Linked DNA regions of Hordeum vulgare: region 2 is linked to region 1. A link is a contact called in public Hi-C data. All regions are on one chromosome and are shown on one strand. The core of a region is the stretch at or near the end of the contact, and the rest is flanking DNA. Distances in the headings are between cores, read along the strand shown.

Region 1 (4,668 bases), core at 2,075-4,574:
CTCCCGTTCCCGACCTTCCTCTAGGGTTCCTCCCATCCTCCCCTCACCGCCACCGGCCCTTCTAGGGACCCTGCCGCCACCAGCCGTCCCCGCCCCCCTCCCCCTTTCCCCCTCCCGGATCCGTCCCCGTGCCGCCTCCCAGGGAGGTGGGCGGGGCGGCGCGAGCCCCTCCCCTCTTCGGCCTCCCTCCTTTCCCCATCACTCCCTGCCACCGCCGACTGTCGCCCCCGACGCTTGGCCGGGTGGTGTTGGCGGCGGCGGGACTGCATGTCCCCGCGCGCGCGGCTCCCTACTCGGGGGCATGGAGGCGGCGGCGGTGCTCCTCATCTCGGCAATGGCCCGGCGACCGACAAGAGTGGCCGGCGACGCGCGAGGTGGTGGTGTGGCCCCTTGGCGATGAGACGGCGTGGTGACGCAGGTTGGCCGGCGGCGCGTCCCCGGCCCAGATCTGGGCCCTGCGGGCCCCATCTGGGTCCTTGCGGGCCACCCCCCGGTGTGGCTTCATCGTCGTTTGTGTGGTGAGGAGGAGGAGCAGCTCGGACGGGGGGCGGTGACGCCGACGGCGTGCCTGCTGCAGCGCGATGGCGGGAGCATTGCGGGCATGAAGGGCCCGACCGGGCTTGTGGGCCCACGGCCCTAGTATGCTCCTGCTATTGTGTCCGGTCGGCTACCATCAACGACGGTGGAGGTTGTACCCTCCCACGTGCCGACGGTGTTGTGGCCCTTAGTCCCGGCTCCTATTCCCTGCTGTGCAGGCCTCACCTCTTGGTGCAGTGATGAGACGGTGTGGAGGCTTCATGACCGCGGTAGCGCAAGATGGTGGTCAGTTTGGTGGCAGGCTCAGGAGCATCGGAGGTGAAGATTGGGATCGGGAGAAACCCTTGACGGCGAGGACCGCAAGGACCGACGCGGCGACGCCGATGGGTGCCGCCGGACCTTCCTGGAGGGCGTCGGGGGCGACCCTTCCTCTTGCCTCGTCACGTACCGGGGAAAACCCTTGGCAGCAGCGTCGTCATCGTCGCGGTCCTTCTTGGAGGTGTTGATTGGTACCGGTGCTTTGGAGCTTGGTGGGAGGTCTTCGGTGGGCGCAGTGGTTGTGAAACTTCTTCATTTTTGTCGATCCGCCGTTGCCGGCATTTTTATCTTGTTGTTTCTCTTTCGTTTCTTTTGGGTGTGATTGTGCTGCTTCCGCCCCAGCACTTACTGTTGGCTGTATCGGTTGATTGCTTTGTAATACAAAGCAGGGGGAAACCCTTTTTCGAAACAGTCAACACTGTATGTGCTGATATTTTGGTTCTTGTGCATCAAAACGTGTGCCTTATTTCAAGGAAATCACCTAGTATATATTTGGCCGATCTAGATTTTGAGATATTGGAGGAGATAGATATGTGCTATTTGCCTCTAATTGCTTACATGTCACTCTTGATTATATGGAGGAGTAAGACAAGCAAAAAGTGAAGGAGTGAGCTCTTATGCAAGAGCCAACATCTATCAATGCTCTTTGATAAAAGCATTTAATGAGAGAAAAGAGATAAAAAAGTGAAAACAAATTAACCTTATAGTTATCCCTATTGTATTAGTGATCAATAATGCTAGCTCTTGAAGCCATGACATGTTTATATAGTCAACAACTCGCTAAACTATTAGGTTGGTCATAATGGAAGTATCATATGTATTTATCATGCATGTTTATTAGGTAATTTTGATGAGATGACATAGAATTAAATAAAGAAAAAGAGGATTGAATATCATATCATAATATTATATCATATTAAATGATGTGTCGTGCATGATAATAAATGAACTATCATATAATATTAACTTATGATACTATGCATTACAGATATAATACTCTTGTTAAAATTATATGATATTTTCAAGGAATTTTGATGTAATTTTTATTATGTTTGAGATGCTTTATATTTCGGGTGAACTTTTATAATATAATAGATCTGATCATTTTCGCCAAAAACAAACTGCTCGGACATAAGAGCAATTTCAACGGGACGATCCATTTCATCCGTCGTCGCCCGTTTGGGTCCGTGCGCACAAAAGTTGGCCCAACGCGCCGACCCAAACGGACGCGCGTATGCTTTTTGTCCGTCTTCCGATCCATTCCCGGTTCATTTTTGAACCTGATTTGCGTCGGTGCGGATATGAAGTTGACGGGCGAGGCGCCCGCCCACTTCCCTCCCTGGCCCATAAGTCGGCGGCAAAGCGACCATTTTTCCCTTAATTTCCCCCAAACCCTCCCGCTCGCCCCCGCGCCCGCTCCCATCGTCATGAACGACGTCCTCGAGGCCGCCGCCGCCATCGCCTCCATGGCCTCGCCCGTCGCCGCCGCCGAAGCCAGAGGCAAGGCCCGCACCCCCCGCAAGGTCGTCGCGTCGCCCAAGAGGAAGGAAAAAAGAGTTGACCCCCGAGGAGCGTGCCATGGTGTCGACCAAGAAGAAGGGCCGGAGGCACGTGCAAGATGCAAGGGGCAAAGGCAGCTGCCGCCGTCGCCATCGCCGCCGCCGTGCAACACGAAGACACCAATGCCCGGATGAAGGCGGCCTTGTTGTACATATGGGTAAACCCTAGCCGATGGGTGCAAAGCCGATAACCGACCCAAACGAATAAAAAACAGATAAAATTATCGTCCGTTTGGATCGACGTGTTGAAGTTGCTCAGGCTTTACATTAGGCCGTCCAGTTCTCCTGTTCCATACAGGATGGGAATTATCGGCCTCCAAAAAGGGTTATGTATTTCCAGTCGTTGAGCGGTGCATGCTTCTCGTGGTTCAATCAGTAGAATGTATCTGCTCGAGTGACAAGGACGTCCACGTTGCTACGTACATAGGCAAAATTATTGTGCCTCCTACACGCTGCCAAAATACCATCCGTAGCCTACACGGAGGATGTCTACCACTAGACCGTATTCGAACAAATATCATGGAACAGGAAAACCAAACCCTAGGCCTAGCATGTCACCTCATGGAATTCGATTATATGCGAGGCGTTTTTAGATCGGCATGCCCAAGAAAGGTGATAGTCAAGCGGAAGCAGTAGGCGCTCATTCCTCTGCGCCCCCACAATCTGCTAAAGCGGAGGGGGAAAGCAATCAAAGAAGCCAAAGCGATGTGATGTCCCCGCCCTGCCCTGCTCCTGCTCGCCGCTGCTCTCTGCTACGGTTGCTTTGATCCAATGCAACGTCCAAAAGCAAAAGCAGAGAGCCAGCAGCACAGTAGAGATAGTACTACATACAGTGAGAGTGTGAGGGCAAGGCCAACCGGGCAGAGAGAGGCTCTGCATGCATGCATGCATGCCGAGGGAGGGAGACGTTATGCCAAGCCCGCGCATTGAACTGCTCCAAAGCAGGCGCCTTTCTCGCGGTCCGATGCGTTCAAAGATCTCTGCGGCGAGCGAGAGACGGAGGAAGAAAAGGAAAAAGAATGAGTGAAAAGATGGGCGATGCAACATCATCATACCAGCGCTTGGAGTGCTAGAGCGAAAAGGAATTTTGTTCAATTCAAACCCCGGGCCTCTGCCTCTGCCTCTGCCTCGCACCCCTCCATCATAAAAGGACCACACCGCTGCACCCTCTGCACCCACGAAGCCAGCGACGCTCCATCGCAAGCCATACTCTTCCATTTCCTCGAGTAGTTTTCCAGAGCCGAGAGGAGAGGAGAAGATGGCTTCCATGACCCAGGCCATGCCGTACTACCCCGCCACCGACCCCATCATGCACGCGCGGCCGGCCGCCACGTCGAGGGGCTCCTTCGCGCCGGTGTTCACCGTGCTGGGCGTCATCTCCTTCCTCGCCGTGGTCGCCTGCGTCGCGGGGCGGCTGTGCGGCCGCCGGCTCTCCAAGAAGAAGGCCTACGCCGACCAGCACTACTACGGCACCAACGCGGTCGGCGGCGACCTGGAGAAGGGCTTCGAGGTCAAGTACCCGCCGATGAAGCCCATGCCCAGCTCCCGCGCGGTGATCCACGACATGGACGATGGCTTCGAGATCAAGTTCGCGCCGGGGAAACCCGCCGCGTGGAAGACCGACGCCAAGGCCGACAGCAGAGGCCGCCACCACCACCAGCAGCAGCACCACCACCATCCCCAGGTCGGCGGCATGCCCAAGGAGTACGCCGGTTTCAGGTACCCCGCGGGCGCGGCTGCCAACGGCGCTGTCAGGCAAGGGCAGCAAGTAAGGGGCGGAACGTTCGTCTCTGCAAAGCCCGGTTCATGATCATCACATCACATCACAGTAGCTTAGGTTCATCACAACTTGATGTATCTCATCATATGATAAGAGTGTCTTGTCTTGTACTCTTGTCTGTCTACTAGGCATCCATGATCCATCCGCGATAATAGCGGCGTTTTCGTTCTTCACTCTAGTTTTGGGGCGCGCTCTGCAAGGTTTGTACTACTAGTTCCCAGCCACTCCCAGATTTTATTCTGTAAGTACATTAGACCCATCAAGCAGTGAAGAACATCCCATTCTCACGAGAGCATCAGTCGTCGATGGGGTCCTGGGGAGTCTCATTGGCCTTGCGCTTGATGGTGATGACGGGGCATTCAGCATGCTTGACGCAGTACTCGCTCACCGCGCCCAAGAAAACCCTGCAACGGAAAACACCAACCGTTTAGTTCAAGCGAAAAATTCGACCTTGCTTTACCCGCAAGAATGGAC
Region 2 (5,106 bases), core at 2,185-4,684, 560 kb after region 1:
CTAGCTTCTCTTCACGCATTTCTACGACGTATTCCAAGATCTCAATGGCCTCATCCAGTCTGGCAACACAAAAGAGCAGAAATACCATCAACTGGACATATTCAGAGAGGGAGATGCAGTTTCCAACATTTTAATCCCAGATTTGGTTTCAAGAGTAGCTGAGATAGCATGTTGCTTCAGAAACCTGATCTGGCCAGCTAGACTGGAGTACAACTGGCTACTCTTAGTTCAGAACTCGCATCATGATTAGGAAGAATATTACAGAAAAGCTGGCAGTCACACAGGTCTAATAAAGTGGCATGAAGTTTCCACACGGAGAGAAAAAAAGCAGATGGAAAAGATAAAGCAAGAGGATAAGCACTGTGATCTTTCTTTTACTGAACAGCCAGCGACAAGCAACTAAAGATGGTTTTATGATGGTCGTACTTCAATTAAGTAGGCCCAACTTTATCCCAATCAGCATCTGCCCAATTCAATTTGGGCTGCATAAAGCTGCATAAAGAGACTAATCATGTGCCAAGCTGGAAGATGCTAAACAATAACAAAGGCTTGGCTGTTGCCATTTATAAGAGCACTTTATGGCTTTACTCATATCCTGTACTATATGCAGGACATCTGAGGGCTAACATGGGAACAGATAATCAACGGCCTAGTTGAGACTTGGGAGTAACCAAATGGATCCGCATATTAACTTAGCGATGGATCATGGATAATAAGAAACACGAGGTGCGCAAGCACTTCACTTCTACGAAATTTCACATATAGGTTATGCAGGCTTAGATGGATGGCAATAATGAGAAGTCAAACAAACATATTAGCAAGATGGAAATTAACTGTTAAATGTTCAAAGACACATTTGTATGGTCTATTTTTGCAAACAACTTGACAAGGAAATCAATACGGAGCTTACCTTCCCATTGCATCATAAGTTCCAGCAAGATTGCTGTATACTCCTAGAGTATCTGCATGATATGGCCCGTATTCTTGCTCCAGAACGGTTCTAGCTTCCTCGAAGAGTTCTGCAGCTTCATTTATGGAGTATCTTTGAACACACGCCAGCCCCATCTGGTTCAGGGCAATACCGAAGAAGGCGGACTTTTTCTCACCACATGTGCGGAGCTTTGTAATCGCACTCTTGAAGGAGTCATATGCATCGCCATAATTCCCGGAGATGTAGTGCAAGACACCAATCTGAGCTTCAATTCCAGCGATTGTGCTCTGTTGGCCAGCAGAATTATTGTACATTTTCAAGGCCTTCTGGAGTAACTTCAGTGCTTGGTCATGCTCATTCATGGTCTCATATATGGCAGAAACATCAGTTAAACCAGTGGCAATTTCTTCAAGAGACGTGCCTGGAATAGGTTTCTGATAAATTTTGAGAGCATTCTCACAGTATGATTTTGATTCCCTCAGCTTCCCTGTTTTGTTGTATAGATCTGCAAGCCGCAGAAAAACAGAAGCCACGGTGGCATGATTCTCCCCTTTGCTAGTCTTGAATACTGTAAGAGCTTTCTGGTAAGCACATACAGCCTCGTCATATCGACCCAATGAGAGATAAATGTCACCAATGCTGCAATCCACTGAGGCCACCTCAGTCTCCTGGCCATTGGCGACCATGGCCATGCTCGCCATCACTAGATGTTCTAACGCAGCTTCATGGTCACCCTTAGTGTCACAAATAAGACCCATTAGCCTCCTATCAGCCGTTTCTTCAAGTGATGCTGGCTGGCCATTATCCCTATGAATGTCAAGAGCCATCTGGCACAATTTTTGTGCTTCATCTAATTGTAGTGCCTGCACATGAGCCTCGGCCAAGTACCGGCAAGTCTCTCCAACCCTTGGATCCTGCTCCCCCAATGTCTGCTTCTGGATATCAAGCCCTTTGGCATACCATTGCAGTGAGAGGGCAATCTGGCCTAGCATCCCATAGGTGTCCCCCAATTGCATGCAACCAGAAAACTTGGCAAGTGCGTGCTCCTGACCTTCCTCGGTCACAGGAATCTCGAGGGATCGTTGTAGCACAGGTACAGCCTCTTCGTACTTTCCCATGTTGCAGTGGATTGCAGCCACAACATGCAAACTCATGACCAAGTTCAAGCTTGGCTTTCCACCTGCACATTTCTCAAATGACTTGGTGGCACGGAGAGCATATTTCAGCGCTCGCCGTGGATTATCAGAGGCAATCAAGTCTCTTGCATGCTTAAGAAGAAATGGACCAAGGTCTGGGTTATCGAGCCCAGCATCTTCTGTTCCATTCTGTGATTTGGCATTAGCTTTCCGGCGACGGCCAACTCGGCTTCCGGGCTTGCTGACCTCACTCTCACCTTCCTCGGGGGATGCTTTGCCATTGGGGCCAACAGAAGCATCCGATTCAAGCTGTGATTTTGCAGCCTTCTTCTTGGATGAATTGGAAGACTGAGGCCTGGCAGGGGTCCCATTGCCAGCAGTAGGTGCTGCATTTGTAACACTTCCACTCCCCTTCTCCTTCTCCTCCTCCTCCTCAATGACCTTCATGGCCTCCATCTCCCCAGCAACAAGGTGGCGAAGCTCCGAGTCAATCCTTGATTCCTCCCCATCCGACCCAAAGCTCTCGCGTGATGGGGATCCGCCACCCTCACTTGAGCTCTCCATCTCGCACACATTGTTGTAGAGTTGCTCAATCGAGGGTTCCCCGGCACCAGAATCCTCAACGTGCATCTCAAGTGCCTCACTCTGCATGCTTGGCGCCATGGTTGGGGCCGTCAAATTCTCCTTGTTTTGAGAGGAACTCACCTCATGCTGAATCTCCTCTGTAACAACTCCATCCACTATGATTCCTGGCATCTTCGGGGGCAATCAGGCAAAAAATTCTTCTCACCCTTTGTTCGGAAGAGGAGAGCCGGATGAAATTGGAAGGCTCTCCGCAACACCTTGAAAGAAACAGAATACAATCAATAAATTGAGGTAAACAAGATGTAAGTGATACAAAATCAAAACCATCACGGATCAATTTATGAGAGCTCCAATTTTCGGCTAGCTCGGAAGCTGTTAATAAATGCCGGATTAACGGGCCGAGTTAACTGCGGGGAGGGGCGGATCTAGAAAATCTGCGGATGCTAGTTTGGGTTTTGGGAATCTCCGGACGGCCACGAGCTCATACCTCAAGAACCAACGCCCGAGATCGCTGACGGGGTGGAGACAGCAGGGACGGGACGTCGCGATGAGGCGCGGCGACGGCAGCGACGGCGGAGAGGCTGGGGGGTCGAGGCGTCAGCGATGGCGCGGAGCTACCGCGCGGCGGCAGCTCTAGGGAGGGAGCAGCGGTGGTGGAGTGGAGGAGAGATTTTAGAGCTGCATTGGGTGTGGGATTGGAGCTTGTGTAGGTCAGAGCACCATGAAATAGGTGGGGGAGGAAGAGGAAAGGCACGGGATGGTGGAGAGCAAATGTCGCTGTGGGGAAGAGAAGATGGATTTTGACCGGGAAGGGGAGAGTAAAGATTTTAGTATTTACAAAGTACTAGCCATTGTGATGAGGCCCATGGAGGGTTTTTTTCCTTTGGATTTTATTTACAAAGTACTTCCTTTCCACTACTTGCAAAATTCGGAAGAAGAAAAATAAAATACTCCTTTTCTAAAATTATACTCCCTCTATATCTAAATAATTGTAATTGAAAAAAACTAGACTAGTTCTTTTCAACTACAATTATTTGGATAAGTACTAAACCAGCGTCAATAAATATTGTTCAGGAGGAGTATATAATTTTATTTAAAATCATAACCATAATTTACTTCCTGATCTACCACTTGATGCATCATACGGCACCCATAACGGGTATCAATATGGCAGGCTGACATTTTAACATTTGAGGCATCTTGTCGATGGCGTGTATGCATTTTTATGTTGCCGTAGTTGCCTACAGATTTTACATTGACATACATAATTTTTTTGGATTGCACATTCTTTTTGTTAAGCGTAGATAGAATAAGATATGCGTTGAGAATCTAGCTGTGATGGATAAGTTTATTCTCTTGGGTTAAACTTCTCACCATTTCTAGTATCATCTTAAGCATGTTGTATGGTCGCTTGCAACAATCAATGCAGATGTAGGACCCCTCTTCTATCGGAAAATAAGTTATTGGAGTGAGCTATGATAGTTGAATAGAGCTAAATGGGTTCCCAACCAACGAGGTATCATTATTGTTAGTGAAACCATTGCTGCTAGCTCTTTTGAGGATACCTTGGACAAAACAACTGCGATGCATAGATTCGACGAGCGTTCATCATTGTTGTTTTTAGTGTCGAAGCTCCATGTCATCGATAAAAACTTGTAAAAGTAAGGATTAGGGATTAATTTGGTTCCGTTCTACTATTAATCTATTATGATGTGTCAACATTCTTTTTTTATTGTCGTGCTGAGTCTAACTAGTGAACATTGCAGCCTCTAACAAGATACTTCCTCTGTTTCATAATATTAACGTAAAAAAATATTTTTATATTATGCGACGGAGGAAGTACGTCGTTGTGGCGTCATATCATTTCTTGTGAGACTAGACGTTTCATCTACTGGTGAAAATATCCATGGACAAGATATCCATCGCGTTATAAGTTTAGCCGTCGTTTTCAGTGTGATTAAAAGAAGACAGTACTCCAAGATTTTTCAAATATCTTTCGGGAAACCTTTACTTTTTGAATTACACGTTGTGCTATGTACAGCATTTTGGCCACCATATGATTGCAGCATGTCCCCGAGAGGTGCCGTTGCTGTTGCAGCGGGACGGGAGGAAAGGTCGCTGGTCTTGTGCTGTTGCTTGGTTGTTAGCGGAAAGAAACGGGCGAGATGACAGAGTGGAGGATCGGGTGGCAGGAAAGCGACGGCAGGGCGGAAACAAAACATAGACAACGGATTCGTCGCTCGCTTGCTTAAGGGGTCGGCCAGACTTGCTCGTCACCGGCCGGCGGCCGGCCAGCCACTTGGTGGCGCTGCTGGCTTTATTTGGCCGGACGGATGGATGGATGGGTTCCTCTGAACGGACTCCATCATCCATCGGGAACTCGTTCGCTTGTTGGTGTGGTCTTCCCTGTCATCTGCACCGCGTCGAGGTGGATCCCGTCATCGATTGTGTGAT

The links. Hi-C and Micro-C count contacts between places; a contact is called where the count stands out from the background.
Region 2: a Hi-C map of leaf shows a contact between it and region 1, with 3 times the contacts expected there. The contact joins the promoter of LOC123401245 here to the promoter of LOC123401730 in region 1. A contact is called at or near these places in 1 of 6 Hi-C or Micro-C datasets (leaf) and 1 of 1 datasets of contacts at active chromatin or transcription factors (embryo).

The regions. Positions count from the first base shown.
Region 1 is chr6H:465,498,031-465,502,698 of MorexV3_pseudomolecules_assembly, forward strand. LOC123401730 reads left to right here and starts at 3,325. Exons shown (of 1, transcript XM_045095585.1): 1 at 3,325-4,484. The coding sequence starts at 3,673. The coding sequence ends at 4,224. It overlaps LOC123401731 (universal stress protein A-like protein), which reads right to left. Exons shown (of 4, transcript XM_045095586.1): 4 at 4,248-4,598. The coding sequence ends at 4,490.
Region 2 is chr6H:466,058,017-466,063,122 of MorexV3_pseudomolecules_assembly, forward strand. LOC123401245 (protein KINESIN LIGHT CHAIN-RELATED 2-like) reads right to left here and starts at 3,435. Exons shown (of 3, transcript XM_045094995.1): 1 at 3,140-3,435; 2 at 911-2,909; 3 at 1-59. The coding sequence starts at 2,823.